Regions from separate parts of the Mus musculus genome. Here all the other regions are linked to region 4. A link is a contact called in public promoter capture Hi-C and targeted proximity ligation data. All regions are on one chromosome and are shown on one strand. The core of a region is the stretch at or near the end of the contact, and the rest is flanking DNA. Distances in the headings are between cores, read along the strand shown.

Region 1 (5,417 bases), core at 2,393-4,892, 360 kb after region 4:
CAGCCTGGTCTACAGAGTGAGTTCCAGGACAGCCAGGGCTACACAGAGAAACCCTGTCTCAAAAATCAAAAAAAAAAAAAAAAAGAGCCCCTGTTTCAAACAAGAACAACAAACAGATTAACTGAGATGTAAGTCACTTACTATGCAACTTGCCCTTTTGGTTCTTTTGTTTGTTTATTGTTTGTTTTGTCTTTTTGTTTTCAAGACAAGGTCTTACCGTGTAGCTCTGGCTGCCCTGAAACTCACTATGTAAACCAGGCTGGCCTCAAATTCACAGAGATCTACCTGCCTCTGCCTCTCTCAAGCTGAGATAAAAGTTGTATGCTACCACTGCCCAGCTGCAATTTACCTTTTAAGAAAATATATATGTAAGCCAGTGTGGCGGTGCACACCTTTAATCTTAGCACTCAGGAAGCGGAGACCCACGGATCTCTAAGTTGGAGAATAGTGTGATCTACATAGTGAGTTCTAGGACAGCCAGGGCTATGTAAAGAGACTTTGCCTGAAACACCAAGACAAAAACAAAAAACAAAACAAAACAAAAGTCCCCCCCCAAAACAAACAAAACCCCGAAAGGATTATATGTATATTTGAGACAGGGTCTCTCAATATAGCCAGTCCTGGAATTCCCTATGGAGACTAAGCTGGTCTCAAACTCAGAGATCCACCTCGTTCCTATGTGCCACTAAGCCAGGTATTTTTCCTTATATTTATCTTCTCTTCCTTTCCTTTCTCTCTCTCTCTCTCTCTCTCTCTCTCTCTCTCTCTCTCTCTCTCTCTCTCTCTCTTTTTCTTCTGCCCCCCGCCCCCCCATTAAGCTTTGAGATTGGCCTGATTGGCAATGGGGAATGAAGAAACAACAGACAGGCATAAAGAAAACCCGGGGAACGGGCCATGTGTTCTGAGGGAGACAGCAGCAGCCTGGAAACTCAGCTGATTCATTATATGAGCTGAAGCTAATCCTTAGGGGATCTCTGCAGGGGAGCAGTTTCAGGCTACAGTCATCTGGGCTTTCAAAATACACATACTGTCAGCATCTGTCCTCATGGATGGCCCCGCCTGAGCCTGACCTGGAGAAGGCCCTGCCATCCCCACGGGTCTGAGTGATTGGGGCCCTTCACATGACTATGTTAATATCAACAGTACACATTTGCTCAGGACCATCTCTTCCTCACACTTCTCTCTGTGGGCTTTGTTCTACCTCAGAATTCCAACACATATTCACACACTCACATGCACACTCTTTTTTTTTTTCTTTTGGTTTTTCAAGACAGGGTTTCTCTGTATGTGTAGCCCTGGTTGTCCTGGAACTCACTCTGTAGACCAGGCTGGCCTTGAACTCAGAAATCCGCCTGCCTCTGCCTCCCAAGTGCTGGGATTAAAGGCGTGCGCCACCACGCCCAGCTCACACGCACACTTTACACTCACATTCACACTCATATATTCACATATACTCATAACATACACTCACATACACAGACATTCACACACATGAACACTCTACACTCACACACATACATTCACATATACTCATACACTCACATACACAGACATTCACACACACATTAACACACTCATACACTTACACTCACGTACATACATTCACATCCATACACACACACTCATGTACATACACACACACACACACACTCTAGTGTGTCAGGAGTTAGTTCCTGGGATTGAACTTTGGATCTTGGTAATGCTAAGCAAGCAGGATGCTACTGAGCTACACCCCTCACCCTCTATTGCTTAAAAAAGTCAGTGCTGGAGAAATGGCTCCAGTATTCCTCTTCCGGATGACCTGAGATTGGTTCCCACATCGGGCAGTTAACAACTTCCTGTAATTCCAGGTCCAGGGGACACTGCTGGCCTCTGTGGACACCTGCACTCGGGTGTATATACCAACACACAGATACACATGTATATGCATCATTAAAAGTTAATTTTTTTATTTTTTCTTTTTTTTTTTTTAAAGATTTATTAATTTATTTCATGTATGTGAGTACATTGTTGCTGTCTTCAGACATACCAGAAGAGGGCATCCAATCCCCATTACAGATGGTTGTGAGTCACCATGTGGTTACTGGAAATTGAACTCAGGACCTCTGGAAGAGCAGTCATTGCTCTTAATTGCTGAGCCACCTCTCCAGCCCGTTAATTTTTTTTTCTTTTTTCTAATCAAGGCAATGGAAGCTGAGGAAATGTCTTATTGGGTAAACCGCTTGCTACACAGCATGAGGGTCTGGGTTCAGATTTCCAGCCCTAGCATAAAGGCCAGCTATAGTGGTGATGCAGGTTTGTAACCCTTAGAGGGCCAGGGAGGTGAAGACTGGCAGACCACTCTGGCACTCTGGCCACGCAATCTAGCTAAATTAGTAATTTCCAGCGACAAACCCTGTCTTAAAACATAAGGTGAATAGGTACACACGAATATACCACATACATTACCACTCAGACAGTTAAATGAAATGAAGCAGATTTTTTTTTTTAAACGTCAAGGCAGAGCGGAGCATGGTAGTGTACACCTTTCATCCCAGAGCCTAGGAGGCAGAAACAGGCGGATCTTTGTGAGTTCGAGGCCTCATCTACTTAGTGAGTTCCAGAACAGTCAGAGTTACACAATGTGAGACCCTGTCTCAAAATGACAAAACAAAAACAAACAAACAAACAAGATGGAAAGAGGTTGGGTAAGGGAAAGTTAAGGAAGACCTGGTTATTGCCGCTAGCGGTCTGGGCCAGGCACGGGAACCCTGGACACGCAACCCTTTCCCGTCTAGGCCCGCCTTGAGACGTGGGCAACGCGAAGTCCCGCCCATTCACCCCTTCCTGGGCGCTGGAGGCACCCAGACTCCGCCTCCAAGGCATGATCTCCGCTGGGGGCGGAGGCGGAAACTGGGTGGGGGACTTGGATGGGAAGAGGCTCGGGAAAGGGCTGGCACTGGGCCCTAGTGTCCTCCGCGCCCAAGTTCAAGCTTGCCCGCCTTCCCAGGGGCTTCCATTCATTTCGAGCCAAGAATACTGCTGCCCTCTCCCCCATACTACTGTAGTTTTGCGCTGGCACGGCTTGGGGAAGCAGTACCCCAAGTAAAGAGACCACCTGGAGGCCGTGGATGTGGATGCAGAGGGAATTGGACAATTAATTTGGACAATTAATTAAGTTGGACGAGGGTCTGGAAACCTTGGATGAAGTTTTAGGATCATCTAAGTGATGATGGTTTAACACTGGATAAAATTCTGAAAGGAGTAGAATTTGAAGCTCTGAGGATTAAATGCCTAGTAGGTTCTGGGAGGCGCAGAATCGGGTTACACGGAGGTGCGAATGCACAGCATGGGATTCCGGAGGCACAGGTTAGATAGGGTCTAGGTGGGCAGAATAACATTTTGAGTGAAGGCCCGGGGTCCTTAGGTGAGTTTGGGGGCCAAGCATCAAGGTCAGTGGCCTAAGGATCCAAACTTTGGGAAACTCTGGCTGGGCGTCCGCAGGCGACTCCAGGCAGCGCCGCGGGGGACCGGGTGGGGGCCTGTGGCCGGCCGGGGCGGAGAAGCCGGGGGGTCGGGGTCCCTCCCCCTGGCGCGGGCTCAGGAATCCGCCGAAGGGCGGGCGGAGGCGCCGGGGTGGGCCGCGGCCGGCGGGCGGGCGGGGGGCGCTTCCTGGGGCCGCGCGTCCAGTGAGCTGCGCGGTCCGTCCGTCCGTCCGCCCGCCCGCAGGCACTGCTGGAGTCGACGCGTGAGTGGCCTCCAGCGGAGGGAGGGCGCGGGCCGTTTGGCGGCCGAGTCGGTGCTGCGCGGAGCGGGGAGGCCTGCGCTTCACGACTCGCGGGGCGGGGGCGGGGCGGTCCGGGATTGCGGGCCTGGGCCATAGGCCTGCGAAAGGATTCTGTCCCCAGCCCTGGAAGGTTCCAGCCTCAGCACAGTCCTGAGACGAGACAGCTGGGACCCAGGCTCCCCTTCCAGATAGAGGGAATGGGGGGTGCTGTGGCAGAAACCCCTGACTTCTGCCCACCACCTCCCAGCCTCAGGATGCTCCCTTTTGCCTCCTGCCTCCCCGGGTCTTTGCTGCTCTGGGCGTTTCTGCTGTTGCTCTTGGGAGCAGCGTCCCCACAGGATCCCGAGGAGCCGGACAGCTACACGGTGGGGACCGTGGGGTCACCAGCTTGGGATGGGATGGGAAGGACAGTGAGATCAGGATCCTGGGGAGGCTGCTTCTGGGCAAGATTCTCCCCGGCTTGGTTGGTGGAAAGCTGGAGGCCATTGTGTGGAGCTGACCCGAGCATGACTCTGAACTCTGGCCCTGGTCTTGGCCTGGCTAGTTGGTGGAGACAGCCAGGGTGGTCACTGGCCACATCGGGTTCCCTTCCAGGAATGCACAGATGGCTATGAGTGGGATGCAGACAGCCAGCACTGCCGGGGTGAGTCTCTGTCTGGGGTACTAGCCATCTTCAGGAACTGGGAAGGGGGTTGTTGTTTCCCAGGGATACCTTACCTCCCAGAGCTGCTGCAGGAACTTGATGGCCCTTTTCCCTGTCCAGCTTGGTAGCCAGCCATGCTTCCCTTGTGCCACTCAGTTAGGAGCCCTGCCCCTTCAAGAAGCTGGACAAACGGCCTCTATCCTGCAGGAGGGAAGGGAGCACCTGGCTATTGCCCAGAGAGAAGGAAATACGCACACCTTCCCTGGACTGCACTGTACCTGCCTAGCCCAGCTCTTTATCCCAATGCAGCCTGGGAGAGCCGTGCATGCCCCGTGGGTCGGCAGGCCCGCAAAATTTCTCTTGGGCAAAGGTAGAGGCAGGGATTTGAGGAGGCAGGAGAATGGAGATACCAGTGTGAAACAGGGGGCCCCACTCCCAGTCCTGCCAATCCCTGGCAGGGCTTCTGGGTCAGCAGCCTTAGTTTGCCTAGCAGAGAGAAAGTCTTGCTCTGTTGCTCAGCTTAGAGAAGGCCAAGTTGGGCATCTGCCTCCCACTACCTCCAGGGCCAGCCCAGGTGACTGGCTGTGCCCAGCAGGCCCCTCTCTGCAGATGTCAACGAGTGCCTGACCATCCCGGAGGCTTGCAAGGGTGAGATGAAATGCATCAACCACTACGGGGGTTATTTGTGTCTGCCTCGCTCTGCTGCCGTCATCAGTGATCTCCATGGTGAAGGACCTCCACCGCCAGCGGCCCATGCTCAACAACCAAACCCTTGCCCGCAGGGCTACGAGCCTGATGAACAGGAGAGCTGTGTGGGTAAGCAAGGGCTGATCGGGTGTCTGGGCTTCCACGCGGTTTATGAGTTTTTTCCCCGAGACAGGGTTTCTCTGTGGAGCCCTGGCTGTCCTGGAACTCATAGACCAGGCTGGCCTCGAACTCAGAAATCTGCCTGCCTCTGCCTCCCGAGTGCTGGGATTATAGGCGTGTGTTACCATTCCTGACTTTTTT
Region 2 (5,620 bases), core at 3,059-5,558, 280 kb after region 4:
TGTAGACCAGGCTGGCCTTGAACTCCGAAATTCACCTGCCTCTGCCTCCCAAGTGCTGGAATTAAAGGCGTGTGCCCAGCTAAGGAATTTTAAAACTAAGCTAATGTGTGTGTGTGTGTGTGTGTGTGTGTGTGTGTGTGTCTTTCATTCAAGGATCCAAAGACAGCTCCTGGGCAGGTGCTCGGGTGCATCAGCTGGGAGCCAAAGCAGGGTAGCACAAACTCCCACTACACTATATAGCTCCAGCTGCTTAGGAAGTTCAAGACCATTCTGAGATACATGAGACCAGCCTCAACCATCTTCCCTCATCAGAAAAAAAAAAAAAATAATGCTGAATGAATTTGCCTCTCCCTCACATACCACTGCTAATCAATCCTCAAGGAGCATTAAGTCAGACTCAAAATCTCAGCGCTGGGCCAGCAAGATGGCATTTGCTGCTAAGCCTGACAGCCTAAGTTCAAACCCCAACTCACACGGTAGAGAGCAAGAACTCCCTCCCTCAAGTTGTCCTCTGAGCCTCACACCAGTGCTGTAGTACTCACATGCCTGCACAAATAGAAAAAAATATATATATTTTTTAGGTCTCAGGGCTGAGGCCATAGCTCAATAGTAGAGCACTTGTCTAACATTCCCTGGATTTGATCTCCAGTACCACACACACATAAAGAACTCAGGAGTGGGTACCCTCCTCTCCATCCATTCTGATACACCACCATCCCTCGGCTGCAGTTGCCTCCTCATCTCCAGGCTTTTCTGAGTTCATGGTCTCTTGTCCTAGCCCAAGTGTAGCAACTGTGGAACTAAACAGACATTGGCCATCCATCTTCTTTTATAGACCTTGAACTTCTTAGGACTGGCCCAAATCTTCCTCCTTCCTATCCTTCGGACTTACAAGTAGACGCTCTGTATATGTTACATTAGTCGGCTGACAGAAGAATAGGAAAATAGAAAGTAATGAAAAGTGGTGTGTGTTAGGTGGGCAGTGATGGCGCACACTTTTAATCCTACTGCCTGGGAGGTAAAGGTAGGAGGATCTGTGAGTTCAAGCCCAGCCTGGTCTACAGAGTGAGCTCCAGGACAGTCAGGGCTACACAGAGAAACCCTACCTTGAAAAAGAAAGGAAGGCCGGGTGTGGTAGCGCACACCTTTAATCCCAGCACTTGGGAGGCAGAGGCAGGTGAATTTCTGAGTTTGAGGCCAGCCTGGTCTACAGAGTGAGCTCCAGGACAGCCAGGGCTACACAGAAAAACCCTGTCTCGAAAAAAAGAAAAAGAGGGCTGGTGAGATGGCTCAGTGGGTAAGAGCACCCGACTGCTCTTCTGAAGGTCCAGAGTTCAAATCCCAGCAACCACATGGTGGCTCACAACCATCTGTAACAAGATCTGACTCCCTCTTCTGGAGTGTCTGAAGACAGCTACAGTGTACTTACATATAAATAAATAAATCTTTAAAAAAAAAAAAAAAAAAAAAAAAGAAAAAGAAAGGAAGGAAGGAAGGAAGGAAAAAAGAGAGAGGAAGGAAGGAAGAATGAGAAAGAGAGAGAAAGAAAAAAAAGAGAGAGAGGAAGGAAGGAAGAAAGAAAGAGAAAGAAAGAAAGAGAGAGAGAGAAAGAAAGAAAGAAAGAGAGAGAGAGAGAGAAAGAAAGAAAGGAAGAAAGAAAGACGCCCCTCTCCACCTTCCCTCACTTCTTGCTTCCCTTCCTCTTTTGTCCTCACCTGGTGGCTTCCTGTCGTTTATGGAAAGTACGATTAGGGAAGTTGGCAGACAAGAAACTTTCATCATCTCCCAAGATGGGGGTCTTCTTGTTCCTGGCAGAGGCCTGGACAGCTGCCCGCAGCGCCTTCCAGGTCTGCTTCTGGGGACCTTTCCATGGGAACACCAAGTCTGGATCACACTCTCTCCTGGTTCCCTGGGCAGTTCCACCCAGCATCCAGACAACTCCTGGCCCACCCCAGCTTCTACCGCCGACCCCACCCCTCCATCTGAGCACAGAGTTCCCAGGATGGCGGCACCTCAGGCCTCCCTGCGGTACTAACCACATTCCAGTTCTTCCTGTAACTGCCTGTGTAGCCGCTCCAGGTCCCAGGGCCCCTTCAGGTCCTTGGCCCTTGAGATCCCCTTCTGTGGCTTTCGGAGACTGTTGAAGCTAGAGCTGCTTCCCTGGTTGTGGCTCTGCAGCTCCCCCTCTTCTGAGCCCTTCTCTCCAGAATTCCCCCCCTTATTGACAGAACTGCCCTTTCCCTTGTGGGGGTCGCTGTGTTCCTCCTCCATCGCCTCTGATATCAATTCCTCCTCCAAGATCAAGCTCTGCCCTGGGAGCTGAGGCAGTTCCCCAGAGCTGAGACTTTTCTCAGCCTCTTCAGAATTCTGGCCTTCTATCTCTAAGACATCCTCAGACTCTGATCCTGACCCTTTCCCTGATAACCAGAAGCTAGGTTGATCTAGCCCTTGACTCTCCACTTTGCTCAGAGGCAGGGGAAAGTTGGCCCAGCCCCCTAGGTGATGTCTCCTCCCCACGCTTTGCTCTTCCATCTTGTGGCAGGCTCGAAGGTCTTCTGAGAGGTTGGCTACTGACTTGTGCCTGGACTTGCACTGGGGGGCTGCTGGAGGGAGGAGCAGGGGTCGATGGCCCATGGCCATAGAGGAACTTGACTGAAACAGAGCCTGGCCATCTATGATGAAGCTCTCCCAGGCCCACTGGAAAGGGAAGGAAGGCTTTCGAGAAGGTGGACTGAAGAGACTGCAGGAGGAAGAGGAGAGAAGTCAGAATGAGGGTCCTCCTAGTCCCCAGTGCACCTTCCAGTCCCTCCCCAGCAACTTACTCCTCTGCCTCAGCTGAGCCACGGCCTTTCTTGTTCCGCCTCCGGGCCTTTCGCTCTTTCTTTGTTGTCTGCCCTGCGCTGTAAGATCTTTGTAGCTGGCAGCTCTGACTCTGGAGACTGTCACCACTCCCAAGGCACCTCTGGGCAGGGACAGGGAAGAGGGGAGCTCTGACTAGCCTCCCATATGGTGCTTCCTCTTCAGGTTCACCTCCCAGGGGCTTCCTCTCTGTCTAGACTGTGCTGTGGCTGCCTATAACCTTCTCTGATCATTCACTACCTCTTCTGTTAAGACAGCACAAGCTGGACTGGAGAGATGGCTCAGTGGGTAAAAGCACCCGACTGCTCTTCCAAAGGTCCGGAGTTCAAATCCCACCAACCACATGGTGGCTCACAACCATCTGTAATGAGATCTGACGCCCTCTTCTGGAGTGTCTGAAGACAGCTACAATGTACTTACATATAATAAATATTAAATATTTAAAAATAATATAATAAATATTAAAATATTTATAAATATTATTAGTTTTTGTTGTCTTGTTGAGATGGTGTCTTGTGTAGCTGAGGACGGTCTCAAGCTCACTGTATAGCTGAAGATAGCTTTGTTTTGAGATGGTGCTTTTCTGTGGAGCCCTAACTGTCCTGGAACTCACTCTGTAGACTCGGCCTCCAACTCAGAGGCCAACCTGCCTGGGATTAAAGTTATGTGCCACCATGGCTTGGCTGATGATAGCTTTGAACTACTGATCCTCCTGCCTCTGTGTCCCAAGTGTTGGGATGACAGGCTGCACCAGCATGCCTGGTTTGGACTTCTTTAAATTTTAGAAAAATATCGGGGTGTGATGACACACAGCTGTAACCCCAGATACGCAGGAAGCAGAGAGGGGAGGACTGTGAGCTCCAGGACAGCCCAGATCAGGTAATTTGGTAGGAGACTGCCCAACAAGCCATCCACTGCTGGCACCCCAAAACACCAAGCCACACCACCCACAACAAAAGCTCACATTTTTCTGGATGTCACCCAGGGCTCTGGACTTAGTGCTGAGGAAGTGACAAGTTCCTTAGTGGAAGGAAGGAAGGAAGGAAGGAAGGAAGGAAGGAAGGGTTTTTATTTCCCTAAACTCCTTTCCTCCCTGCAGTGTTCCCAAACTGCTCCATCTGTCCTCTGTGGTCCTTGTCCCAGGCATTCCCAACTGTTACCAGGACCTGAGCTCCAGTCTTACGTTTCCTCAAGAGCCTTAGCCAGGGCTGACCTCTTCTGGCCTAAGATGCCAATGGGCGGTTGAAGCTCCCCAACTGGGCCTGCCTCCCTCACCTGGTCCTCCGGAGAGATGCTTGATAGAAGTCTGAACAGCCCTGTAGATGTCCCTGGAACCAAGGGCTCTGTACTCTGCCTTGGTCTCTCCGATAAGGCCCTAACCAACAGTTGGTCAGTGTTTAGCATATTGGCATGTTGCCCTCTCCCACCCCTACCTGCCAGCTCTGGAACTGCCCTCTCTGCCATCTCCATGACAACCAGGCTGTGACCGGTCTGAATGATTCCAGCAAAAAGTACTCGGTAGCGATCAGCCAGAGTTCTGCTGGTCTCCTTTACGAGACTGTGTTCAACAGCGCCCAGAACTGCCTTGGGCCTTGCCTCTGCCCCTGCAACCTGACCTGGTATAAGCTCCCTACTTCTCTAGGCCTATGTTTATCCATCTGCTTTTGAAGGGATATCAGAACTTGTCACCTCAAAGGGCCCTCAGGTCCTGTGAAAATGCCCCATTGCTGCACAAGGCAGGCCATGGCCTTCTGGCCGCAGGATACTGTGTCCCTCAGAGAGGCAGCAAGCCCCTCAACCTGAGAATGACAGAACTTCAGCCATACTTGTTTCCTGAGCCTAATGGTGTATATTTATACATTGACTGGCTTTGTTTTGAGCATTTTGTTTTGCTTATTTTAGACAGTGTCTCACATGTAGCCTAAAAAAATTAAAAATTAAAAAATAAAACAAAAACAAAAACAAAACATGCTGGGCAGTGGTGGCACACACCTTTAATCCCAGCACTCGGGAGGCAGAGGCAGGCAGATTTCTGAGTTCGAGGCCAGCCTGGTCTGCAGAGTAAGTTCCAGGACAGCCAGGGCTACACAGAGAAACCCTGACTCAAAAAATCAAAAACCAACACAAAAACATGTAGCCTAGCTAGCTGGCCTGAAAGTCACTGTATAGGCCAGGCCGTCCTTGAACATACCGTCCTCTGCTTTTCCTCTGCTTCAAGAGAGCACTGGGATTAAAGGCGTGCGCCACCACACCCAGCTGGCATGTACATATTTTAAACCTCTCTAGCCATGTAAGGGCCCATTGGATCTGAGAACTCCTGGTTCACTTCATAATTGGGGGAGCACATGATGAGTGGTTGGAAGTTGCCACTGAGCCACTAGGCTTAAAGGGAAGAAGAACATAGGATTACCGAATAGCCGCTGGGCAAAATACAATTTTAAATTTCAATTAAAATAAAAATTTCAAATACAATAAAGTTCAAAATATGATTTAATTTTCAATTAAAAGAATAAGCCTGGGTCTGGAGAGATGGCTTAGCAGTTGAGAACACTGACTGTTCTTCCAGAGATCCTGAGTTCAATTCCCAGAAATTACATGGTGGCTCACTACCATCCATAATGGGATCGGATGCCCTCTTCTGGTGTGTCTGAGGACAGCTGCAGTATATATATGAAAGAAAGGAAGGAAGAGAGAAAGAAAAGAAAAAAGAATAAGCCTGTCATTTTACTGTTTCTATTGCTACAATAAAACACCATGACCA
Region 3 (5,392 bases), core at 2,205-4,704, 360 kb before region 4:
ACCATCAGTCAAAACAAAGACAAGCAGAGCCAGGTGTATGTAGACTAGGAACTATTATGACACAGCCCCAAGCTGGGCTCCACACATCAGATCTGGCACAGCACATTATTCACAGGGTAAGTATTCTCTCTCTCAGGGACGGCCTTTCTCTTAGGTGGTTTCAGTCGCCCCACAACAGTGTAACAGCAACACCCCATTCTCAGGCAAAACAAACGTCAGCACACATTTTCCTCATAACTCTCCTTCAGCTGTTACACATGGAGCGTTATTGTGGAGAGCTCAGATCATGGGGCTTGGGGGAAAAAGCAGTAATTGGAAAAGTTTGAAAGCAGATGTACTATGTGTGAGAGGAATTAATGGAGAAATGGCCTTGCAATTGAGTGCTAGGCAGAGCAGTAACTGAATGAAAAGGAAGGACAGGAATTAGGTGAAAGTCTACACGTGTGGCAGCTAAAGCCACTTGAGAATAGGGTTCCACATAGGACAGATAAGAGGGTAAACAGAGGGCTAGGGAGCAAGTCTTCAGGAAAGACATCTTGGAGTATCGGTGGGAGAGAGGAGAAGGATGATAGATAGAACGGGGCCCTGAAAGCTATGGGGACAAAAATAACACCAGTGTTGGCCCTGCAGACCGGTGGGAAGCAGGGATCAGCAGCAATGAATGGGCTCATACTTTGCACTTTTACCGACCACCACTGACGAGGGTGGGTTTTGCTTGTGTTGACCCACATGGAAGCTAATGGCCACAGTGGACTACTGAGTATGCAACGTGTGGCAAGTGTAAACTGCGATGTGCTGAAGGTATGAAATAACAGATATTCAGGACTTCAAGGGGAATTCAATTATCTCAATTTTTATATTGGTCTCATGTTAGAATGTCAAAAATATTAAAATAGATTTCAAGGTTTTATAGTTTGATGTTTCCTGGAAATTTGTATTTATTCACTGTGCTAGGTATGAAACCGAGAGCTTTGTGGTTGTTAGATTAATGCTTTACTATTGAGCTGAACCCACAGACCATTTTCACAGTTTATCACGAATTACTTATATGACTCATTGTATCTCTATTGTATGGCACTGTTCAAACTGGACCACAGATCTAAGAGTGAAAGGTAATAGGAATGGAAGAGAATAGACTATCTACATGAGCTGTGGTAGGAGAGGGTATCTTAAAGAGAACATAAAAGAGAAAGCTTTAGGAAACAATAATTTGGTTACATTAAAAATATTTCCCTCAAAAAACAAAGCTATTAGTGTAATGACAAGATATCTGAACCAAGTAGAAATAGCTACAATATGAGGAAAACTCGACAGCTCAACCCAAAGGCTGAGACCTAAAATCCAGACAGAAGACGGAAAGCAGGAAATGTACATTCGCACAAATGATAAGAACAAGGTATTTTGAAATTCATTAGAAACAAGACAAAAACAAACTACGTCGAGTTGTGAATAAAACTTTACACCTTTTCAACTGACAAAAATTAGAAAAGTTACTACCAGACCTTGGTAATGACAGGAAAAACAGAACAGACAAACATAGTGCCTCTGTGTTCCAAGTGGAGGATATTCTAGCAGGGCTTTTTTCTTTTTTTCTTTTTTTCTGGGAACTTGGTACTACTTACACATGTTAGGGTTTGGTTTGGTTTGGTTGTCTTGGGGTATGGGGTTTTGTTTTGTCTGTTTGTTTGAGACATTGCTTCTCTCTGTAGCCCTTAGTGTTCTGGAAGTTGCTCTTAGACCAGGCTGGCCTCCAACTCACAGAGCCGCCTGAATGTGCTCATCACCACCCAACTCACATAATAAAAAACGATAAAACTGGAGGCTAGAAATGATATCACACACCTGTAATTAACCAGCACTTGGGAGGCTGAGGTAGGAGTGTGAGTTCAAGGCTAGTCTGGATTACACAGCCAGTTCTTGGACAGCCTTGACTACACAGAAAAGCCATGTCTAAAAGAGGCAGGGAGGGAGAAAGGGGGTGAAATGAAATTGTATAGAAAAATGGGAACTGGGCTGGTGAGATGGCTCAGTGGGTAAGAGCACCGGACTGCTCTTCCGAAGGTCAGGAGTTCAAATCTCAGCAACCACATGGTGGCTCATAACCATCCATAGCGAGATCTGACTCTCTCTTCTGAAGTGTCTGAGGACAGCTACAGTGTACTTACATATAATAAATAAATAAATAAATCTTAAAAAAGAAAAAAATGGGAACTGTTAGTAGAGCATTAGTTGTGGAGCCCCCACAAATTTGGGAAGAGATCCCAAAATACAATGTACAAGGTTAGGTGATAGCAGATCCCGAGGAGGTTCCAGGACAGCCAAGACTGCCAGAAAACCCCATCTCGAAAAACAAACCAAAAAAAATTAATTTTAAAAATGTGTAATTACAATTAGACAATGCCTTCTGAAATGAGTGGGAAACATGGATTTGGTAAAGAAATGTTTCCAAGTAGCTTGGGTGCAGGAAGTCAACTCGGGGAACTGATCTCTATACTATTGGAGGAGCTGGTGTTGGAACTACCACAATGGGGAATTGTTTTGACAACAATGGGGATGGTCTAACAACCATCCCGGTGCCTCTTCTAGGAGATGAATTCAATCCCTCAATGTCTGTAAGCCCGCTGCTTTGTGATAGTGATCCACCAAGCTGGTACCCTGCTTGCCACCAGGAGGTGCCCTTGGACCGCAACAGAGAGTCTGGAGCCTGACAATTGCCTGTGCCTCAGGCAGCTTGGGACGGATGCGGAACCCTTGTCACTCATTCCCCAAACCTGGATTCTCCCTGGACCTCTGGACAACGTATTCCTTGGTAATGCTCACCACATTTCAGGAACCAGGATAGACAGATACTACGAGGGAAAGCCAGCCCACGTATATTCATGAATAAACATGACAAAGTATAGTTTGGATAGAGAAATGCCTCCCTCAGACCTAACCTAGTTCTAACCCAGATTATCTTTCTACTCCACTCTCAGTCTCAGCTTCTTCACCAATGAACAACACTATTGCAGTGAAAATTAAATTGTTTTACGGGAATTCTTACCCCTTCCTACCCAAACAAGGGAGAGATTAGGTTAAGATGTGGTAGTGCCTGGGTTTCTGAAGTATCGCTCTCAGCAGCCAGAGGTTGAGAAAACCCCCTTCTAGCGGGCCCAGTGACACAACCCTTTGTCATCAGCCCCCTCGACAGTGCGCCCAATACCACGATCCATTGTGATGCTTAGAGACTCCCCCGGGCCTTACGGTTTTGCCAAGGCAATGGTTGCTTCCTGAGCCCCCTTGACGCGCAAGCCGCGACCCACTCCCAAGGCGGTGATTGGCTAGCCCGGGCTGGGGGCGGGCTGACCTTCGCTCCGCAGTGCCGTCACCACATGACCCCGCCCCCGCACGGGGGGCGGACAGTTGTGTGCGGCCGCAGGATTGGTCGCCCCGCTCCTGCGAGGGGGAGGGGAGGCAGGCAGCGCGCACTCGCGCGTGCGTGAGCTGGCGCGCGAGAAAGCGCCCGGTCGCGCCGAGGCTCGAGCGGCCGTCGCCATTTTGTAGGGTTCTCTCTGACGCGGGACCCGCCGCCACCGCCGGCACCACCCGGAGGTAGGAGAGGATGCTGTGGGTGTGTGGGAAGCCCTGGAGCGGACTGGGCCGGACCTCGGAGGGCCGGGAAGGCTCGGGTTTGGGGCCACTCATCTTCTGAGGAAGGTCCCGGGAAGACAAGGAAAGGAGGCGGGGCCGGGTCTCCGGAGGGGGCGGGGCAGGGGTCGGGCCGAGTCTTTGTTGGGATGTTGCAGCGGAGGTTGGGCCGCTGAGGATAGGGGTCCAGTGTTGGGTGAAAGAGGGCTTTCGTTCTTGGAGTATGGTGGGAGGGGATACCGCGCTGTGGAGAGGTACACAGATTTCCCTCCAAAAACCCGTAACTAGGGACATTCAGATACTTCATGCCTTCCACTTGTCTTTCATCCCTGTGCTAAACCGTGAAGGAGCTAACCTTGTAGAGTCAATGTGCCTGACCTCACGGATATATATCTTAGACCTTGTTGTGCATTCTGACCCCCGACCTTCTGTTGGCATTGTCACACAGCAGTTCCTCTCTCAAAAAGAACTGTGAGGGTCGGGGTGTGCTGTAGTGTCAGTTTCTCACTTCACACCTGACTTTTAAAATCTTGTTTCTTCTCTGCCAGGCTCTTGTCAGGATGGTGAAGCTGTTCATTGGAAATCTGCCCCGGGAGGCCACAGAGCAGGAGATCCGCTCACTCTTCGAGCAGTACGGGAAGGTGCTGGAATGTGACATCATTAAGAATTATGGCTTTGTGCACATAGAGGACAAGACGGCCGCTGAGGATGCCATACGCAACCTGCACCACTACAAGCTGCACGGAGTGAACATCAATGTGGAAGCCAGCAAGAATAAGAGCAAAGCTTCAACCAAGTTACACGTGGGCAACATCAGCCCCACTTGTACCAACCAAGAGCTTCGGGCCAAGTTTGAGGAGTACGGCCCAGTCATCGAATGTGACATCGTGAAAGATTATGCCTTTGTACACATGGAGCGGGCAGAGGATGCGGTGGAGGCCATCAGGGGCCTCGACAACACAGAGTTTCAAGGTGAACTGTTCTGGGGATTGGGTGGCAGACCTTCGTGGAGTCTCTAGCTCAAGGCAGAGGGAAGAACACAAGACCACAGGGCTTCAAGAGTGGCTTCTGCCATTCTTTTAAATGCAAAGAACAGGTTATGTTTACTACTCTTAGCATAATTCACTCTGGGGAAGTAAGCCTTCCCCATTGTATTCGCCAAGCTCCTTCTCCACAACTGCATGGGCTCCTGCCTGCCTGCCTTTGGTCTTCATTCACTTGAGTACTGTCACAAGTCTTAAGTTGCCTAGGCAGAGAAGTAGTTAGGTAGTGTGAGAAGGGCTAGAGGTTAGGACTTTGTTGCTGGTTTGTGGTGGACCCAGAAGCCTTTGAGAGTTTTTACCCTCTGCTGCTTTCGAGGATGGCTGGTGGTAGTAAAGAGGAAAAAGGGAATCTAGAAGAAGCGCAGTATGAGAATCTGTGGTGAGTCTGGTTGGGTAGATGGGTATCTTTGAGGTGTTCAAATTTGTTCAGTCTGTGGGCTACTACAGGCAAAGCCAGGAAACAGGTCATAGGTTCTTCTGCTCCATCTATTACTTTAACAGGCTAGGAAAACAGCTTTTTTTCTTTAGAAATTGGATAGGAATGATGGTCTTGCTTCTAGGGAAATTTCATCAAGGACATTATAGAGCTTATTATATTGCTTATATTGATCATAAGTATTATCACCAGTACCATAGGATCTTGTCTGAAAATACTTGCAATCGTGTTACTATAGTAACCACTAGTTACAAGTGGCTACTAAATTTAAATTAATTCAAGTAAA
Region 4 (5,360 bases), core at 1,999-4,498:
TGCCTGCCAAGTGATGGGATTAAAGGCATGCGCCACCACTGCCTGGCTATTTTTTCATTTTTTTTAAAGACAAGTTTTCTTTATGTAGCCCTGTCTGTCTTGGAACTTGTTCTGTAGACTAGGCTGGCCTCGAACTCAGGTATTCACCTACTTTTGCCTCTAGAGTGCTGGAATTAAAGGTGTGGGCCACTCTACTTGGATATTTGAAAACATTTCAAGGGATAGGTGTTTTTATAACCACTAATCTTAAAAAAAAAAAAAAAAAAAAAAAAAGTCCAGATGGCACATGCTCTGTTCCAGCACTTAGGAGGCAGAGGCAGAGGCAGGTGGATCTCTGTGAGTTCAGAGCCAGCTTGATCTACATAGTAAGTTTCAGGACAGCCAGGGTTATGTAGAGACCGTCTCAAAAACAAAACAAAACAAAACAAGTCCTCAAACAACCTGGAAGTACATACAATAGATGGCATGACCACTATGTTTTTTGGGAGGGTGGGGGGACATGTTGGTTTGGGGTTTTTTTTTTGGGTTTTTTTTGTTTGTTTGTTTTTCGAGACAGGGTTTCTCTGTGGAATCTGAGCTCTCAGACTCTCCCTTTGTTCCCCTTTGGTTACAATCTACCCACTGTAGCTAACACCAATATATTACTGCTTCCTGTCTAGGGCTAGTGATTGTTCAAAGAACCCTGAAGGGTGGCTGACAGGAACTCACTTTGTAGACCAGGCTGGCCTAGAACTCAGAAATCTGCCTGCCTCTGCCTCCCGAGTGGGATTAAAGGCGTGTGCCACCACACTCAACTTGGTTTGGGTTTTTGAGACAGGATTTTTCTGTCCTGGAACTCAGTGTAGATAAGGCTAGCCTTGAACTTGGAAATCTGCTTGCCTCTGCTTCCCAAGAACTGCCATGCCTTGCTTGCTATTTTAAAGACAAAGAAATTAAGACAATACAAGCACCCCAGAATTTCTGGATCCAGGCAGTGGCTTGGCCAAGAACCACAGAGAACAAAACCCTTCTCTATCCGACAGCCCAGTATATGGGGAACTAAACAGTCTTTCTTCCTGAAACTTGCTAAAAGCACAAACATCCAGGAGTTGTGCTGCCCCCACCCCAGTCTAGAACTGGTGTCTCCATGGCTACCCCTCTAATTCAAACTCCCTTCTAGCCTAGCAGTGGCTTCCTTGTCACTTGTTCCAAGAGTCCATCCTTGGCCTACTAAGGTTAACTCTCCATAGCTCCCAGAGAGATCTCAGAAGCTAAGTCAGGCATCTTCTGCTTGTTAGACCCTTCCACAGGCCACCTGATGGCCTGGACATATTCTGTCTTCTGCTTCCTCACAGCCTCTAGTGTCCCTCTCGCCCTCTCCGTAAGTTCTAGGTACACCATTCTTGTCTCCCTTCAAGCCCACGAGCTCTCCTACCTCGGTCTTTACACATGCAGCTGTCCTCTAGTTGCCTCTTTGGAGGCCAGCCCTTGAGCTAAAGTCATCTCAGAGAAGTCTTGCCTGATCAATAGACAAGACTCCCTTCTACAAACTGTCACAAGATCTTACTGTCCCTGGAGCACTGATCACAACTTGTTTCAAGTAACTAGTTGAATGTGTGTTTCTCTTCTCCTGTTGTACTAGGGGGGAAAATCATCTTATTTTGTTTTGAAGGGACAGTAGGGGAGCCAGGATCTTACTATGTGACTGACCCAAGCTGGCCTGGAGCTTGGGATCCTACTGCCTTCACCTCTCAAGAGCTGGGATTGCAGATACCATGCCTAGGGAGGACACAGACCTTGTCTGCATTCAATCTGCATCCTGAGCATTAACACACTGTAGCTCAGCACACAGTAAGTGAGAAGCTATACAACTTAATGAATTCATGCATAATTGTATTGTGAGGGGAGGTTACTAAAGTATTTCTGCTTTCTTCTGTCATCCCAGTCTGTTAGGTAGAATGAGGCCTGAATGGCATAGCTCAGTGTGAGGTAAGGGTGCCCGTTGGGGCAGGGCGCAGGGCTGGCATTTCCAAAGTGTATTCATTGAACGTTGCTTATTGTCCTAACGTGACGCTCTGAAAGACTTGTGTTTCCTTGCTGAGGGTGTTCCTACATCACCAGGGCCCTTCGGGTAATCTTCCACCACAGCCCCAACACTGACCTACCTGAGCCTCCCCAAGCCCCAGCTCGATGGCCTCCAGGGAGCGGCGCAGGAGGAGGCAGCGCTCCTGTGAGCCCGGCTCGGCCTCGCCTGCTTCATGAGAAGCTAGGGGAGCTAGCAGGGCACGATGCTCCCCTCTCAGGGTCTCTAAACCCTGGATCACCGCCTTGGTGCCCAGCACTATCTCGTCCTGACTCAGCTTCTCCTCTCGAGGAAGCACCATCGTGGCCATGGTCGTGCCGTCTGTGGAGGCAAGGGGTGGGGCAGGCGGACGCCAGGCCTAGGGCCACACCGCCGTCCACCCCAAGTTAGGTAAACACCGGGAGGTCCCCGGACGCCTAGGTCCCTATGGATGTCCAGATCCCTCAGCCCGCAGTCCTCGCCGTGCCAGCACGCGGCCTACAGGGGGCGCGCCAGGCTCGTCTAGCCTAGGGAGACGCAATGCGGTGTGACTGAAGTGAGGCTGGACCCCGATTCCGCCCCAGACCACCGGCTCAGGCCAGTTGATCTAAAGCCCATCTTCGAGAGTTATTCGGAACTGTCCTAATCGGTACACAGAGCACTAGGGCATTGCAAGGCGTTCCCAAGTCAGACGCCACAGGCTCTCCGGGCAACTGGGTCTCAGCCCTGGCGACAGCCCCTTTCCCAGGGCAAGCGGAACCACGAGCCCCTCCCCCAGGGCCGACCGAGCCCCGCCACCCCGTCCCCGCCCCCGCCGCTCCGGGGAGACTGCGGTCTTTAGTTTCGGGACAGGTCTCTTCAGGCCGCGCCCACAACGACCCCTCCCGCAGGCTGGCCTGAGGCCCGCAGACCCTCCCTAGAAAAGGCCGGATTCCCAGCCCCAGCCCGGGACCGCGCCCCCTCCCCGCGGGCCGGTCGGGTCCTCCCACAGGCCGCGCCCACGACCACGACGACTCCTCCTCTAGGCCGACCTGCAACCGCTCCTCACTGTCCGGCTTGACTGGGTCTCCCGGCCCAACCGGCCGGCGCCGACCTGCACCTTCTGCTTTGGCCCGGCTCCGGCTCCTGCTCCTGTCCCGCTTCACCCGGATCCTCGACCGTGAGCTCGTCTCGCTGCCTCCATCCCGCCGGCCTTCCCAGCAGTCCCCGCGCCGCCTTAAAGGTGAAGCCGCTACCTCGGCGGCGTCGGAGGGGGCGAAACACGCTCCAGCCGGCCAGCTCGCTGCCTTAAAGGGGCCCCGCAGGCCTGGCCGGCTTCGGGGTGGGGCCAGCCCAGACGGGACGCAGAGGGGCGTGGCTGGACTCGCCCCCTCGGACCAGAGCTTCCAGGTCTGTGCGCTCTGCGGAGCTCCGACCCCGGACCAGAGTGACTGAGGAGCAAGAAGGCCGACCTCCTCAGATTCCAGAGCGAGTCGGTCCACATTGATTGACTGTCAAGTGTTTTTGTCGATGTCTTAGTGCATTGACTTAATGCTCACAAAGGGCTGGTGAGGTGGGTGTTGCCATTACCCACCTCTCACACATCTGACCCCCCAGCCCCCTCCGCGCTCTAGAGACGCACCTCTTACCGGCTTCGGAGGTGACTGTGCCTGTAGGGAATTCTCAGCATCTAGGTTTGCTTTGTGAGGGAACAGAAGGAGGCTTCTGGTTAAAAAGGAGAATTGGGTGGGAAGGAGCGTGTGGAGGTCGGTGGAGAAGGGAGAAGATCCACGCCCCTGAGGGGAATATCTGGGTGGATACTGCTGACCAGATAAGGAGGTCAGACGAGTGCCTTTGGATTGTGGTGGTGTCATTGGGGGGCCTCAGATTGGGTGTCACCAACTCGGAAGGAAAGACCTCTGTGCTAGATAGTTTTATGTCAACTTGACACAAACTAGGGTCATTGAACAGATGGGAATCTCGGCTGAGAAGATGCTGCCATAGGATCGGGCTGCAGGAAAACCTGTTTTCTTACTGATTGTTGTGGGAGGGCCCAGGCCAGGGTAGGTGAGGCCAGAAGGCAGTTCTGAGCAAGTTCAGAGGGCAAGCCCAGAAGCAGCACTCCTTCATGGGCTCTGCATCAGCTCCTTTCTCTGGGTTCTGTTCTCTCTGGGTGCCTGTCCTGACTTCCTTCACTGGATGAAGAGTGCACCAAATAAACCCTTTTGGTCACTGTGTTTCCACACAGCAATATTAACTCTAACTAGGACGGCCTCTTTGGTCCCTATCCCACTAGATTCTACAGTACTCTTCCCATCTCTACTCCACACCCACTTGGTGCTGACACAACATCGGCCTTTCTAACATTTTTCTTGTTTTGCCTTCTGGAATGTAGGTCATCACCTGTTGGCTGGGGCCTGGGGTAGATAGAGAATGTGGTAGCAATCAGTAGACGGCTACCTTACAAAGCGTGCGGAGGGGAGGGGATGGCTGAAAGGATGCCTCGGTGGTGAAGAGCATTTGTTTCTCCTGCTCAGGACTTGAGTTTCATTTGCAGCACCCATTGGCTCACAACCATCTTTACCATTTCCAGGGCATCGATAGATACCGCCATCTGAGTTCAGCAGGCACTAGGAACTCATGTGGTACACACACATACTTGCAAGTGAAACACTCATACACATAAAAAATAAATCAGAAAGCCAGGCGTGGTTGGTGCACGCCTTTAATCCCAGCACTTAGAAGGCAGAGGCAGGTGGATTTCTGAGTTTGAGGCCAGCCTGGTCTACAAAGTGAGTTCCAGGACAGCCAGGGCTATACAGAGAAACCCTGTCTTGAAAAACAAAACAAAACAAACAAAACAAAAATCAGAAAGGAAAAAAAAAAGTCAGAGAGATACACTTGCCCCTGACTAGTCCTTCCAAACCTACATTTGGTCTCATTTTCTGTAACAAGGGGCCAGCACCACCCTCAGCCAACTTCTCAGTTGACAAGTCTATAGGCATCTCAGGGACCTGGGGTTTGTCTTTTTTTTTTTTAAGGTATTTTCCTCATTTACATTTCCAATGCTATACCAAAAGTCCCCCATACCCACCCCCCCACTCCCCTACCCACCCACTCCCCCTTTTTGGCCCTGGCGTTCCCCTGTACTGGGGCATATAAAGTTTGCAAGTCCGATGGGCCTCTCTTTTCAGTGATGGCCGACTAGGCCATCTTTTGATACATATGCAGCTAGAGACAAGAGCTCTGGGGTACTGGTTAGTTCATACTGTTGTTCCACCTATAGGGTTGCAGTTCTCTTTAGCTCCTTGGGTACTTTCTTTAGCTCCTCCATTGGGGG
Region 5 (5,732 bases), core at 1,684-4,183, 410 kb before region 4:
GAAGGAGACAGAGTGGGAGAAGGTGGATGGTGCCAACACGCAACACGGACAGGCCATCAACATTGCCTGCTTTTTCCTTTCTTTCCTTCTTTCCTTCTTTCTTTTTTTCTTTCTTTCTTTCTTTCTTTCTTTCTTTCTTTCTTTCTTTCTTTCTTTCTTTCTTTCTCTTTTTTTTTTTTTGTTTTTTTTTTGTTTTTTTGTTTTTTGAGACAGGGTTTCTCTGTGTAGCCCTGGCTGTCCTGGAACTCACTTTGTAGACCAGGCCTGCCTCAAACTCAGAAATCCGCCTGCCTCTGCCTCCCGAGTGCTGGGATCAAAGGCGTGCGCCACCACGTCCCTGCATTGCCTGCCTTTTAAGCTCGCCTTAAATGTGTTTATGAGCTCACCAGGAGTGAGGGCCATGAGGGTGGGGGTGGGGGGATGAGATTTAGAACAGGGGCCAGAAGAATCATGAGAGGGAAGAATAGAGCTGAAGAGTAATACAGAACTGAAAATCCAGCTTTAACTCGAGGCATGACAGTCTAGCCAAGACCTTCCCCTGAGCTGTGGCTAGCCTAAGCAGGAACCTTGAATCCTTTGAGCAGCTCAGCACGCTAGGGGGATATCATTCCATTCACTTTGGCAACTCACAGGAAAAGGAAGCAGAGGTTCTCTTTGTCATTGACTGTACTGATTCACTACAGAGAAAAAGAACAAGTTTCCAAAGCAACCCAGTCGCAGAGCTGAGACAAGTGATCTCAGCATTCTGTTTACTGAGCATGCTTCCTTTCCAAATTGGGAAACAGTACAGTAAAGTCGGAGTCTGGTAAAACAATGGCTGCCGTGGACTGAGTGCTCGCTGTGGGCGGGGTGCTGTTCTGGTGCCGTGGACTGAGTGCTCGCTGTGGGCGGGGTGCTGTTCTGGTGCCGTGGACTGAGTGCTCGCTGTGGGCGGAGTGCTGTTCTGGTGCCGTGGACTGAGTGCTCACTGTGGGCAGGGTGCTGTTCTGGTGCCGTGGACTGAGTGCTCGCTGTGGGCGGGGTGCTGCTCTGGTGCTTTACCTGCAGTCATTCACCTGACCCTCACTTCGCATAGGCGAGGAAGCTCCATCACAAAGGAGCTAAGTACAGGTTTTTTTTAAAGATTTATTTATTATTTATTATATGTAAGTACACTGTAGCTGTCTTCAGACACTCCAGAAGAGGGCGTCAGATCTCATTATGGATGGTTGTGAGCCACCATGTGGTTGCTGGGATTTGAACTCCGGACCTTTGGAAAAGCAGTCGGGTGCTCTTACCTGGTGGTTGCTGGGATTTGAACTCCGGACCTTTGGAAAAGCAGTCGGGTGCTCTTACCTGCTGAGCCATCTCACCAGCCCCCCTAAGTACAGATTTAAGGACATGCTACAAAACCAGGTTTGTTGGTTTGTTTGGAGACAAGTCTCACTTTGTAGTCCAGGCTGATCCTCTAACCTTCAAGCTTCAGCCTACTGGGTGCTTGGCTTAATTGTGTGAACCAGCACTCACAGTTCCCAAGTAGATATTAACCTCAGGGCATCCAACTCCAAGGCCAATGCTGCCCCTGGTACTAGGGATTGAACTCAAGGCCTTGTGCAAGGCCACTGATCGACCACTGGGCTACCCCAGACCCCAAATCTATACTTTTAATTCTTCTGCCCTACTCTTTCTCTGAACAGACTAAGAATCACAAGATAAGGAGTCTCTGCCGTAAGTTAACTTGGTTAATTTGGACTTCCACTTAGGTGTCTGAATATCATTTTGATTATTAATAAGAGTGAAAATTAGAATGCTTTTAAGGTTTTTCAAAAGATTGTGCAATACTGGAATGAAGAATTAATTTAAAAACACTATTCTTTTGGTCAATCACAAGACCTAATATCACCCTTGCCTACTCTAACCACAACCTAACAGGCTGTCTCTGAGACCCTCAGTTCCCAGAATCCTGAGCCACAGAAACGAAAGGTTTGCAGTTTGCCTGATGCTGAGCTGATTCCCATCTCATCATCAGTTTTAATGTCTCCTGGCCATGTTTCCATGACGACTATCATGTACAGCTTGGCCTAGTCCTGAACATCCTGACTACTCCGGCTCTGGGGTCAGGAGAAGCTCATGTTTACACTGCTGGATGGAGTGAGGTAGTTTTTTTGTTTTGTTTGTAATTACAAATTCTTGGCTGGCCTGGAATTCCCATGTAGAGCAGGCTGGCTTTGAACTCAGGATTTGCCTGTCTCTGCCTCTTTCTGAACTCTGGGATTAAAGGCGTAGCACATTCTACATAAGTGACTTTTTAAAAATCATAAACACCCTGAAATACAGTTTACAGAAGGCTAAATTCCCGTTTAATGATAGAATCTCAGATCTGATTAGCAGTTTAACAAAACTCCCCAGTCCCTCCCCAACCCACTTTATACACGAGGAAAACCAGGGCCAGATGGATAAAACAATGCAACTGTTTGGTGGTGGTAGCAAGGTTTTGTTTTACTTTACAGATTTTTTAAAACTACATTGAACACAGTGATCTTACTCTGTGAAAATCATACCTGAAAAGTAGTGTGATTACATGTAGCTGTTTTAGATATGCATACCTTCCCAGAAAGAAGCAAAATGGTAAAATTTAGTTAACGATAAAGCTATTTTAATACCCTAAGCTCAATAATTCACTGAAAGAACATTCTTTTTGTGGTCCTTTCTTGTCCATCTCAGGCATTCCTAGTGTATGAAAGGGCCTAGCTCTTCTCAGGAGTATAGAACCCAAAGGCTTGCTACAAAAATCCATCTTTTTTTTTTTTTTTTTTTTTTTTTCTCCCTTCTGGTACCTCCCTGAGCTTAGTTAGCTCTCCAATCTGGAGGAACAGTACTTTCAGAGCTGGAGTGGGGGTGGGAGTGTCACATGACATAACGCACTTTTAGCACCCACTGCTAGCACCCACTCTGTGCATTTGCTCTGATTTGGGCATATTTCCTTCCTCTCCTAGGCAGATAGCAGCTCACCTTGGTTAATGCCATTAAACCGTAGACCACTCAGCTGCTAATAAACCAGGAAGAAACCCGGCCGTGCTAGGACTAGAAATGTCCATCCCTGCCCCCAACCCCCTTAAGACAGTGACTAGGCCGGAATTCTCCTGGTTGATAAATGAGAGGAGCTGAGGAGCCGCTGTGATGACGGTTCCGAGAATCTGATTTGTGAGAAGGCGAATCTCCAGGAGCACCATGGAGATGCTTTTGGAAAGCGGGCCAGCCTACCTGCCAGAAGGAGGACGAGAGAAAGGGGGCAAGGCAGAGAGAAACGCTTAAGCGAGATGGCCTGGAGGTGCCCCAAAAGGGACCTTTGAAAAGGAAACGGAGGCCGCATCTCGGGGAAACCTCGGAGGTAAGTGACATTTAAAGGGGTTGCGCATCCAGGCAAAGGCGCGACAGAGACAAAGGTGGAATTCCAAACTGGGAAGAATAAGCCTGGTTAACTGTGGGTGGTACCCAGACGCCCAAGGGTGTCGCGGGGCTGGCGAGGACCGGAAGGTGGGGGTCAATCGGGGCATCCACGCGGAAGACAGTGGGGGGTCGGGAACTGGCGAAGGAGCGAACGTCCTGCGTTTGCCCCGGGGAAGGTCAGAGACCCCCTACCGGAGAACTACTGCAGGAACCTAGAGGGGCCGCGGTTGCCATGACGCCGGGTGGGGAGGGGGATGACTCGCGCCCCGCCCCAAGCCCCGCGGGGCCGCGAGCTCCAGATGGTCCCGGGCCTCCCGCGGGAGCCGACGGCCTGCGGCAGGGGGAGGCTATTGTCCTCCTTCCGCGGCGCCGCAGTCCCGCCGCTCGCGCCCGCGCGCAGCCGCCACGCGCCCCGCGGCCGCCGGCCCCGCGCGCCCCCCGCGCCGCTCGCGCCCTGTGACAGCGCCCTCCTGCCGTGCGCCCTGGGCCGCCCCGCCACCGCCGCCAGTAACCTCCCGCAACCACCCCTCGCGACCGGGCTGTGGGCGCGGCGACAAGTGTGCCCCCACTAGCCGCGCTCCCCGTGCCCGGCAGGCGCTCCGCACCCAGGTAGGTGCAGCCGGCGCCCCGGCCCGCTTTGTCCCGGCCGGCAAGGAGGCGCGCTTTGTGCGGCCGCGTGCAGGCGGCGGGGTCGGTCCTGGGGAGCTCAGGAGGGAGGATGCGACGCCGAGTTCCCGGGTCCTGTGCGGGACACCCAGGTATCGCTGTGAAGATTCTGGGGGCCGAGGCTTGGGGCACGCGGACCTCTATGGAGCGCAGAGAAGAGTCTGGAAGAGTTGGGCTGACAGACGCGCTGATGGATCGGGGTCGCCTGGGCTCGGAGCGCTTCTGGCAGCGCATGTTTTTAGCGGTGCGTCGGTTCCTGCGGCGGACCGGCCAGTGCTGGTAGTGGGACTGGGGACGCACTAGGTCTGCCTGGGGCCTGTGAATACCCAGCTTCATCTAGCTCCGCAGCTTGTTGGCTATGGTGCTGCGTGGGCTTTTCCTCCCCACTGTGGTAGCTATAGCTCCATGCTTCCTTTTAGGGCTCTCATTGATAAGAGAAGTGGACACGGTTGGTGGAAATGGCTGTAGCTGCTTGAGAGGATAAAACCTCTTCGGGCAGTGAGGAAGTGTTGTGTAAGGTGTTTCTGGAGCCCCTGTACATTTACAGGCCTGTGGATTCTGCCTGTCACACAACTACCCAGCAAGGCTGCCTGACTGGGGTTCCAATTCTAGCTCCACATTCCATAAACACCATCTACTTTGGCTCCAGCCTCCTGCACCCCAGGAGCCCATGCATGACACTGCATGCTTGTCTGAGATGCAGGTTTGATTTCTCCGTGGGCTGTTTCTCAGCTGTCTTCCCCCATTACAATTCCAATTTTAAGAGCCTGTGTTTGTAGGTATTGTCAGTAGATATCCGCTACCCAGTTTCTCTTTAAGGTGAGGAGAGAAGAGTGAGTTTCATATGTGTACGTGTACATCTCAGCTTGAGCACCGGGCAGCCCTCTCGGCATGTTGAGAGGAGCACAGGATGGAGGGAGGGGGTGAAGGAAAAGCTAAGATGGAGCTTAGACTTTTCCGGTAAGGAAACTGATGTCAGCTCAAGCTTAGGACGGGGGTGGCAACCGAGGGGAAGTGAGTCTGAATAATTATGCCCCGGTAAAGGATTTTTCATTTATTTATTTATTTTTAGACCAGGTAATTTTCCTGCCAGTGGTTTGGGTGCGGAGGTAACGTGTGCAACACCATGCTCAGCCTAAACAGCACATTCTAAAGGAGAAAATGAAAGTCTCAGTGTCTTCAGCCCAGCTCCCACATTTCTCACTGACTGGGGAAAGGTTGGGTTGTTGGTTTTGTTTTTATTTTTTTTTCTCCTGTTCGTTGCTGTGATGCATCTTTCTCTTGCTTTTTAAAGTACCCTGGGTTTCACTGTGATTCTCTTTTCTTTTTTTTCTCCATGCCAATCCATCCATTTATACTTTGAGTCAAATGAGATTTTTAACTTTGCCACCGTCCCCATCTGCCCTAATGTATTATTCACCCTCTGGTCATTTATTCAGCTTTGGCTTCCAGAGGCTGTCAAGCCCTGCAGACCTTCCTCTAGTTGTTAGTTCCGTTTGATGAGCTCTAGAGCCTGCTTCATCTTCCCTCTGTCCTGGCCTGGGGCTCTCGCTCTGTCCTGAGTGAGAAGAGGTATTTCATTTAGCTTGGGATATGGCCTGCACACACAGGGAAGCCACCCACAGACACACTCACCC

Evidence for each region. Promoter capture Hi-C pulls out the DNA fragments that hold promoters and counts their contacts.
Region 1: a contact with region 4 is called in a promoter capture Hi-C map of stem cell-derived epiblast-like cells, with 2.8 times the contacts expected there. A contact is called at or near these places in 10 of 39 promoter capture datasets (the 3T3-L1 cell line, the C10 cell line, erythroid cells and 4 more), 2 of 484 Hi-C or Micro-C datasets (both in embryonic stem cells), 5 of 130 datasets of targeted methods (the NIH/3T3 cell line, cardiomyocytes, embryonic stem cells and 1 more) and 1 of 9 other capture datasets (pancreatic islet).
Region 2: a contact with region 4 is called in a targeted proximity ligation map of embryonic stem cells, with 6 times the contacts expected there. A contact is called at or near these places in 13 of 39 promoter capture datasets (the 3T3-L1 cell line, the C10 cell line, cranial neural crest and 7 more), 1 of 484 Hi-C or Micro-C datasets (muscle stem cells), 16 of 130 datasets of targeted methods (the HPC-7 cell line, bone marrow-derived macrophages, craniofacial prominence and 9 more) and 4 of 9 other capture datasets (adipose tissue, embryonic stem cells, liver and 1 more).
Region 3: a promoter capture Hi-C map of pre-B cells shows a contact between it and region 4, with 2.6 times the contacts expected there. A contact is called at or near these places in 1 of 39 promoter capture datasets (pre-B cells), 2 of 484 Hi-C or Micro-C datasets (embryonic stem cells and pro-B cells), 2 of 130 datasets of targeted methods (large pre-B cells and pancreatic cancer cells) and 2 of 9 other capture datasets (adipose tissue and embryonic stem cells).
Region 5: a promoter capture Hi-C map of frontonasal cranial neural crest shows a contact between it and region 4. A contact is called at or near these places in 1 of 39 promoter capture datasets (frontonasal cranial neural crest) and 1 of 130 datasets of targeted methods (pancreatic cancer cells).

The regions. Positions count from the first base shown.
Region 1 is chr19:5,471,048-5,476,464 of GRCm38.p6, forward strand. It overlaps Efemp2 (epidermal growth factor-containing fibulin-like extracellular matrix protein 2), which reads left to right and starts at 3,643. Exons shown (of 11, transcript NM_021474.3): 1 at 3,643-3,727; 2 at 4,014-4,131; 3 at 4,361-4,409; 4 at 5,019-5,225. The coding sequence starts at 4,021.
Region 2 is chr19:5,398,198-5,403,817 of GRCm38.p6, forward strand. Tsga10ip (testis specific 10 interacting protein) reads right to left here and starts at 4,309. Exons shown (of 8, transcript NM_001373978.1): 1 at 4,135-4,309; 2 at 2,823-2,962; 3 at 2,037-2,740; 4 at 1,716-1,863. The coding sequence starts at 4,263.
Region 3 is chr19:4,753,071-4,758,462 of GRCm38.p6, forward strand. It overlaps Rbm4b (RNA binding motif protein 4B), which reads left to right and starts at 3,455. Exons shown (of 4, transcript NM_025717.3): 1 at 3,455-3,591; 2 at 4,176-4,599. The coding sequence starts at 4,188. All of the region lies in intron 2 of Gm21992 (predicted gene 21992), which reads right to left. Sptbn2 (spectrin beta, non-erythrocytic 2) reads left to right here. Exons shown (of 37, transcript NM_021287.2): 37 at 1-908.
Region 4 is chr19:5,115,050-5,120,409 of GRCm38.p6, forward strand. It overlaps Klc2 (kinesin light chain 2), which reads right to left and starts at 3,249. Exons shown (of 16, transcript NM_008451.3): 1 at 3,073-3,249; 2 at 2,145-2,383. The coding sequence starts at 2,372. It overlaps LOC115489018 (a long non-coding RNA gene), which reads left to right. Exons shown (of 2, transcript XR_003952889.1): 2 at 1,652-4,283.
Region 5 is chr19:4,708,275-4,714,006 of GRCm38.p6, forward strand. It overlaps Sptbn2 (spectrin beta, non-erythrocytic 2), which reads left to right and starts at 2,934. Exons shown (of 37, transcript NM_021287.2): 1 at 2,934-3,370. It overlaps Gm42061 (a long non-coding RNA gene), which reads right to left. Exons shown (of 3, transcript XR_003952887.1): 2 at 5,731-5,732; 3 at 5,375-5,653.